2 separate regions of the Mus musculus genome follow, and region 1 is linked to region 2. The links are chromatin contacts, called in public HiChIP or PLAC-seq maps. All regions are on one chromosome and are shown on one strand. Each heading gives the region's core, a stretch centred on a gene start, on an enhancer-like site or on the middle of the called end of the contact. The rest is flanking DNA. Distances are from core to core; before and after follow the strand shown.

Region 1 (3,403 bases), core at 699-3,198, 240 kb before region 2:
GACCTCAGTTACATATTTCTGTCCAGTCCACCGAGCCTGGTGAAAATGATGGGTTGAAACAGTTCTCCTTCAGAACAGGAAATGAAATCTCAAATCCCTTTTTGGCAAGTGGCTGGATTATTCTAGAAGGAGCACTAACTATCAAGTGTAAAAATTATGGATTGGGGATGTGTTTCAGATTTCAGATTTCACTTGCTAAAATTGAAAATTGTATTGACAGGGGGAAAAAAACCAAAAAGCCAACTTATGGGCTGTGGGGCTTCCCAGCTCCTTGACCTTGGAAAAACCCCACATAACCCAGTTCCTCCTGTTACAAAATACATAATAATAACAGCCACAGACTTGCTCTAGGTATTTTCTATGTTCAGAATTAAACTGTCAGAATCAACCGTCTGCAAATGAGTCCAGTCTAGGAGTGGAGGCTCTGGAGTTGGATGGCCCAGGTTTGTGTGGTAGCCCTGTCTCTTGCTGATAGCAGGGTTCAGGATAAATTTCTCACGCACTGAACTTAGCTTCTCCTGTCAGGTAGGAAGAAGAGCTGTGTACTGTTTGTTTATTTTCCCCAGTCAATTTTTTCCCGAGAGTTTCTGTGGGCAATCCCCAGTTCTAGGTACCGACAATAAATGTGAAAGTAGTTAGAAATGCATTCAGAGGAGGTGGTGCTTAGCTGTGTCCATCCCAAGAGCTTGCCTAAGTCTAAGTGTCTGGCCCCTGCAGGAGGAAATGCATGGAAAGCCAGAAGCTTGGGCAAGTGGTTCTGGGATGGGGTGGTGGTCGGGCCTGCTGTCAGTTTGGACCCTTGCCTTCTAAGGGTTCCATATCATCTGTTGATCTCAGTGATACCCTGTCCAGATTCTTCCTGCCACCTGTCGCCGGGAGCCCTCGGAACTAAATGTAGACTATACAAGGTCTGGAATGTGAGCCTCTCGCCTGGGGATTGGGTTCTGTGGTACAGTGGGACCTCTTGGTCCCATGCTGTAGCCCCAGAAGTGATAAGGTGCATAGCTTCCTGTGGAGTCATAGAATTCCCTAATGGAGCAGAAGAATGGCCAGAATTCAGAGAGCAATTGTGTTGGGGACAATGGGGCAGCAGCCTGGAAGAACAGCTCATTTGTAAAACCCAAAGCAACAGAGAAGTGACTGTAGGGCATGGGGCTCCTGGGGACCAGGTTTTCCACCTGAGAGCCTCTGTTTTTGTATCCAAGTAGCACACATAGTACTTAATTACAAAAGTCAACTTTGGTCCTATATTTTTCTTTGTCTGTTTTCTTAGGAATCTCTGCTCCTGACATTGCCCAGGGTGGGAACGTGTGTGAGCATGTGTGTGTGTGTGTGTGTGTGTGTGTGTGTGCGCGCGCGTGTGCGCACACTCACACATAATCAAATCTGTCCTTTTAACAAGTCATTATTTACTGTTTCCTCCGTTGCTGCAGAGATGTCAACTAAGACCTGATAGTCTAGTTGAAAGAACTTGTTGAGGGTCGATTTCCAGCCTGGACTGTCTAAGGGGTGTGCCTGAGATCAGGAGTTTGTTGTCTTTCTCATTCCAGAGCATCTCCTGGTGCCTGGCACATGTAAGCATTATAACTGATTGATTTGTGGGCAAAGGAGCCCCTAGCCAGGATTAAAACTCACTCCCATGTTTGACTTCCAGGCAAACTCCATCCTCTTGCACCCACTTCCAAGTGTTTTAAAAATGTGTTTCAGCTGGTGCTGATTTGCCTTCCGGCTGCATGGGAATCCGCGCTTCCTGACTCAGCACTTTGCAGATGCATATTTAGAAAGGACAGTTGCTGACAGAAGCAGTCATACACATGGCCACAAGCTGGCCTTCTGTGTGAATGAAAGGCCATCGCTGCCTGGCCTAGGGGGACCGTGGGTACAAATGGACTACCAACCAACCGGATGTGAGTGGCAAGATCGATCGTGCTAAGGGCAGGGGGAGTGGCTGTCACATTGTGGGTCCACCTCTCCTGTGGCCCCGCGGGAAGTCTCTAAAGATGCTTCTGGCTGGAATGTGTTAGATGTTGCTGCAGTTTTGGTGTGAGCCATGTGACTGGTTGCTCTTCCCTTCTGTGCCTTATGCTGATTTGCAATGAGCACATCTGGTTTTGGAAATTATCTATCTGGCCACGGCAAGAGGGTGCGGCTTCTAAAAATATTCACGCAGTCCAACGGCAGAAGGAATGAGCGCGATGCGCTAGCTGCCTTGGGTCGCATTCCACCCTCTGTGGAAGCGTGGACTAAAATAGCACCCAGCCTAGCATTAATTTGCAATTAATGAAAACAGGCCAGATTCACATCCCACTCTCTGGGAGAATGGAATGCTGACCATTCCCAGAGAAGGCTCCTGTAAAAGTGCCTGCCGGAAGAGGGCCAGGCGCCCGGGTCAGCTGACCTCCTCTTGCAGGGCTGGGAATCTGCAGGGCTTTCAGAGCTCAGGAGAGAGGAACAGAGGGGAGATGATCTACTGCCCCTGTGACAATGGAGGCATGGCTGCTGTGGATAAGAGAGTCGCTTTGAATGGCAGTGACAAGAAGAGATAGAAATCTTGGCAGCTTAGCAAGGCGAAGCTTGGCATCATGGACCTCTGGGCTTTGGAGTGTGAGAACTTTGTAGTCTTGCATTAACTCCTTCATTTACCCATCAGGTGCACCCGAGTGTGTATATGTGGGGTTATTTATATCACAGCATACCTGCGCTGCCTGAGGTCATTCTTCTATCCTTTCAGGAGCTGAATATCTAGTATAGAGCATATGGCTTGATCATAAAATACTTAACCAAGTGTCAAATGCTATGTCGTTAGTCCTGTGCCGGGTGTTGGGGGATTTAATGGGGGAGGGATGGCCAGGTCCCTCTTGTCTTGGAGCTCTGAGTCTGGTGGTCATTTAACTAGTAGTGATAACTAGTCACCAAATATTAAGAAGGCAAAGAAGATAAGGTGTGCCCCCCTCCCTGCAGTGGACTTGGGGTTTCAGCTGGGGCTGAAACCAATAAACAAAAGAGTATGTGATCCACTTGTGCTGTGAAGGAGGTTGATCAGGGTGGGGACGGCGCCTGGCAGTGCCGTTCAGTGAATCTGGTCCAGAAAGGCTCCTTTGCATTGCCCTTGAAATCCTCAAATCTACAAAGCTTTCTCTGCCTTCCTGACCTTGGAACACACGGTTCCCTCTGTCTGGAATGCCCTTTCCATTCCCCCTTATCTGTCTATCCTCTAGGGGGTCTTCCTCCAGAGAGCTTTTCTTATCCCTTGGCAGACCAGATGCCCCTGTGCCATCTGGACGTGCTAAACAGGAAGGGGTGGGTCTGTCTAGCCAGATGGAGCAGAAAGCCTTTGAGGGGGAAGTGGTGACAGGCAGAGTTCTGAAGGCTGGGGAAGGGTCTGCTGGGGAGGGATCTGATG
Region 2 (3,439 bases), core at 234-2,733:
ATAAAAGCAAAATCAAAAACAAAACTGTGATATTCTCCCACTAACAAGAAGCCCAGCCCAATTTTGGACAGTGAATCACAGCCTTGTCCAAGATGCCCTCATTACAATTTCTGCTTTTGACACACTCTAAGTGGATCTCAGCTTCCCCTACAGCCCTGACCACTCCCTGTGTTCTCATCCTATGTAGCCTTTACACTTCTCTCTAAATCTCCATTCTTCCTGACCTCATGTGGCAGGGACAAGGGTCTGCTCCTGGGTCTGCCAGGTACCTTAAGTTGAACAGAAACACTAATTCAATTCTTTTCCACTTGAATTCCCTTTGATTGTGTAGCTCGGACTTCATATCATATCTGGGATGGTGTGATTGACTTTGGGCCCCATGTCAGTGTGAATGCCAGCAGCTCAGATGGTTTAGAAGAAAGCCAGCAATGAGTCCAGCTGCTGTTGCTGGTTTTTTGAAGTATGCTTGAGTGACTGGTGGCTTATAGGACATTAATGTTTCTCTTCATACATAGGTCCCTCAGTATCCACGTGAGACCAAAGTGTGTGAAGGAAGGTCACTGAAAGTCACAAAGCATGGGTTATGGATGAACTTGGATGGGATAGCTGCTCTTTAAACATCTCCATGGGATGACACTCACAACCTTTCTTCCCCACTTCTAGCTTTAATGTTATTTTTTTTTATACTACTTATCAAGTAGCCCAGCCTCTGGGGCAAACTCTTCTTGCATATATACTTATTTAAACATCACAACAACCTTGTGATGAAGGTGTCACCATCCTCTTTTTATAGTTCTGGAAATGAAGTCATCAAGAAGTTAAATCACATAGACCAGCCATAGACCAAACATCTGGCTGACTTTTATGGCATTTGTGGTGTGTGTGATGTGTATGTGTGATGTATGTGTGTGATGTATGTATATGTGTGATGTGTGTGTGTTATATATGTTTGATGTGTGTATGTGTCTATTATGTGTGTGTATTTTGTGTGATGTGTGTAGGTATATGTGTGTGTTATGTGCATTATGTGTGTGTGGTGTGTGTGACATGTATGTATTGTGTGTGATGTGTGTGTAATGTGTATGTATGTGTGTGTGATATGATATGTGTGTATGTGTATGTGTGTGTGATGTGTATGATGTGTGTATGTATGTGTGTGATGTGTGTGATGTATGTGTGATTTGGGTGATGTCTATGATGTGTGTGATGTATGATGTGCATGTGATGTGTGTGATGTGTGCGTTGTGTGTTTACAGATGGTTCTCCTGTGCCTAGAATATATCTGAGACAGAGTAATGGGGTGGAGGCATAACTGGAAATAAAACTGGTACTCTTATTCCTTGTTTTCATTCTGGGTCATCGTGTAAAAAGCTTCCAGAGCTTTCCAGAGTACAACTGCTCTAGGCCTCTTAGAGACTAGGAGATGACACCCAGGAATCTGATTTTCATATACTTCCCAGAAGAGTCTGATGAAATCAGCTCAACTGCAGACTGCAGAATCCACACAGCATGCAGTACTACACTGCTTGGCCAAAACTTTCCAGTGTTGAAGGTTTCTACAATGCAAGTAAAACCACAACATATACATGACAATTCATGTAATTTATGAATTGTCCTTTTGAAATGACTCATTTTTCACAATGCTTCCAATTGCTTTCTCCACAATAGCCATCAGAACAGAAGGGTTAGATCTTGGGAGTCAACTGGTTCTTCCTAACACATGCAGTCCTCCCAATTCATCAGGTTTTGGCCTCATTGTCCTTCCTACTGAAGAAAGCAACTCTCTTGATTAATCTAGGAAGTAACTCAAGTTTCTTTAAATGTCAGTTTTGTTTTGTTTTTAAGGAAGTGAGACCAGAACCGACCTCGTTGACCCTGAGATAATCTTATGTCTTGTTTGACAAGGAGGGTGTTCCAGCTTAGCCACACTTAGTCTAAACTGTGAAACTAGGTGAGAATCCTAGATAATACAATCATTCTATGACCAGGAAGCAAAGAGATCCAAGAAGATGAGTTTTGTTCATAACTACTGAGGAATTCTTAGGCCTTGAAAGGAAAATAACATAATATGTGACCAAGATAGGCATGCAATTCTTGGGCCCCAGGGGATGTTAAAACACAGGTACATGATCATTTACTTAGGAAAGTGGAAAGCAGTTCAAGCATCTAGTGAGTGATTCTGGTGGCTTATTTAAGAGTCCAAAATTCCAACAAGATAGTACACTCTGGTGGTTATGGTACCTCGGGTACATCTTATGCCAATACTTGTTTGAAAAGAAGCTAGATACAGAAGAAACTGTTTTCCCCCTCTAGGACAGAGACCATCTCAGAGTCAACAAAATGTTTCCCAGTACTGTAGAATTGGAGCAGGCACAGGATTCGGGTCTTAACATCACACCCAAGGTCTAGTGGACTCTGCTGGACAAGCTTGGCAACCCTTCAGGATGTGAGAATTCTAGGCTAGCCTTGCACTCCTGGATCCAGAGACAGCTGTTTCAATGTGTGTTCAGGCCACCCCTTTATTCTCCTCACGTGACAAACATAAGTCACTGGGCAAGAGTCCACTTGGTCTTTGGTGGAGTTTGGTCTCTAGTCCCACAGTGTCCCAGAGTAGTCAGGGAGTTTCCTAACATTCTTCAGGGAAGTTGTCACTTCCAGCCCTGCCCTGTATTGTATTCCCTTACAGAGTTAGATGTTAGGGAATTGATCTCATTGAATTTCCCCAAGATCATACATTGAGGTGCAAAGCAGGGCTCAAGCTTGACGTGTCCCAGAAGACTGACTGTCGCAACACACAAGTTCCCAAGTAGACACCAAAGGGCAGAGGAAGGCTGCACAGATCACAGGGCTGAGATGGTTTATGTCCCTAAAGACTTTCCTGATTTTACACCTCAGAAGAGTGAAATGTGAAGGGCAGACATGAGGATCAGGATTGGAGTGTTTGCCTGGCATGTGTAAGACATGGCCCAAGGGAAGTGGCACTTTTAGGAAGTGTGGTCTTGTTGGAATAATTGTTGCCTTGTTGGAGGAAGCGTATCACTGTTTACATGGGCTTTGAGGTCTCCTGGTGCTCATGTTGCACCCAGTGTGGAAAAGAGCCCTTCCTTCTGGTTTCCTGGGGAAGACAGCCTCCTTCTGGCTGACTTTAGATCAAGATAGAGAACTCTTGGCAACTCTAGCACCACGTCTGCCTGCATGCTGCCATGCTCCCTACTATGATGATAAAGGACTGACCCTCTGGAACTATAAGGCAGCCTCAGTTGACTTTTGGTAGCATGTACATTTCACTTAGGCTTGAAGAGATGAGTTTTGCTGAACTTCTTCCAAAATGCTCGCATGGGTATTTTCCTTTTCCTTGATGTCTAGTCATCCCCAGTGAACTTAATCCAGCCTTTCATCTCTACATGCACCCAAAAGGCTTTCTCTAAGATCTCTGATG

The links. HiChIP or PLAC-seq counts read pairs in DNA pulled down with a chosen protein or histone mark.
Region 1: a contact with region 2 is called in an H3K27ac HiChIP or PLAC-seq map of microglia, with 4 times the contacts expected there. The contact joins two enhancer-like sites. A contact is called at or near these places in 4 of 484 Hi-C or Micro-C datasets (adipose-derived mesenchymal stem cells, bone marrow-derived macrophages, myocytes and 1 more) and 3 of 115 datasets of contacts at active chromatin or transcription factors (large pre-B cells, microglia and neural progenitor cells).

What each region holds. Positions count from the first base shown.
Region 1 is chr10:84,387,431-84,390,833 of GRCm38.p6, reverse strand. The region is part of intron 4 of Nuak1 (NUAK family, SNF1-like kinase, 1); the gene reads left to right. Among named protein-coding and RNA genes, the nearest start is that of Nuak1, 52 kb to the left of the region's middle. Within about 2 kb of position 1,948, at least 96 of the 459 cell types and tissues checked have an H3K27ac peak or open chromatin away from gene starts, as enhancers often do. A contact at or near this core is called in microglia, where this site is marked.
Region 2 is chr10:84,145,930-84,149,368 of GRCm38.p6, reverse strand. No RefSeq gene overlaps it. Among named protein-coding and RNA genes, the nearest start is that of Gm40727, 37 kb to the right of the region's middle. Within about 2 kb of position 1,483, at least 19 of the 459 cell types and tissues checked have an H3K27ac peak or open chromatin away from gene starts, as enhancers often do. A contact at or near this core is called in microglia, where this site is marked.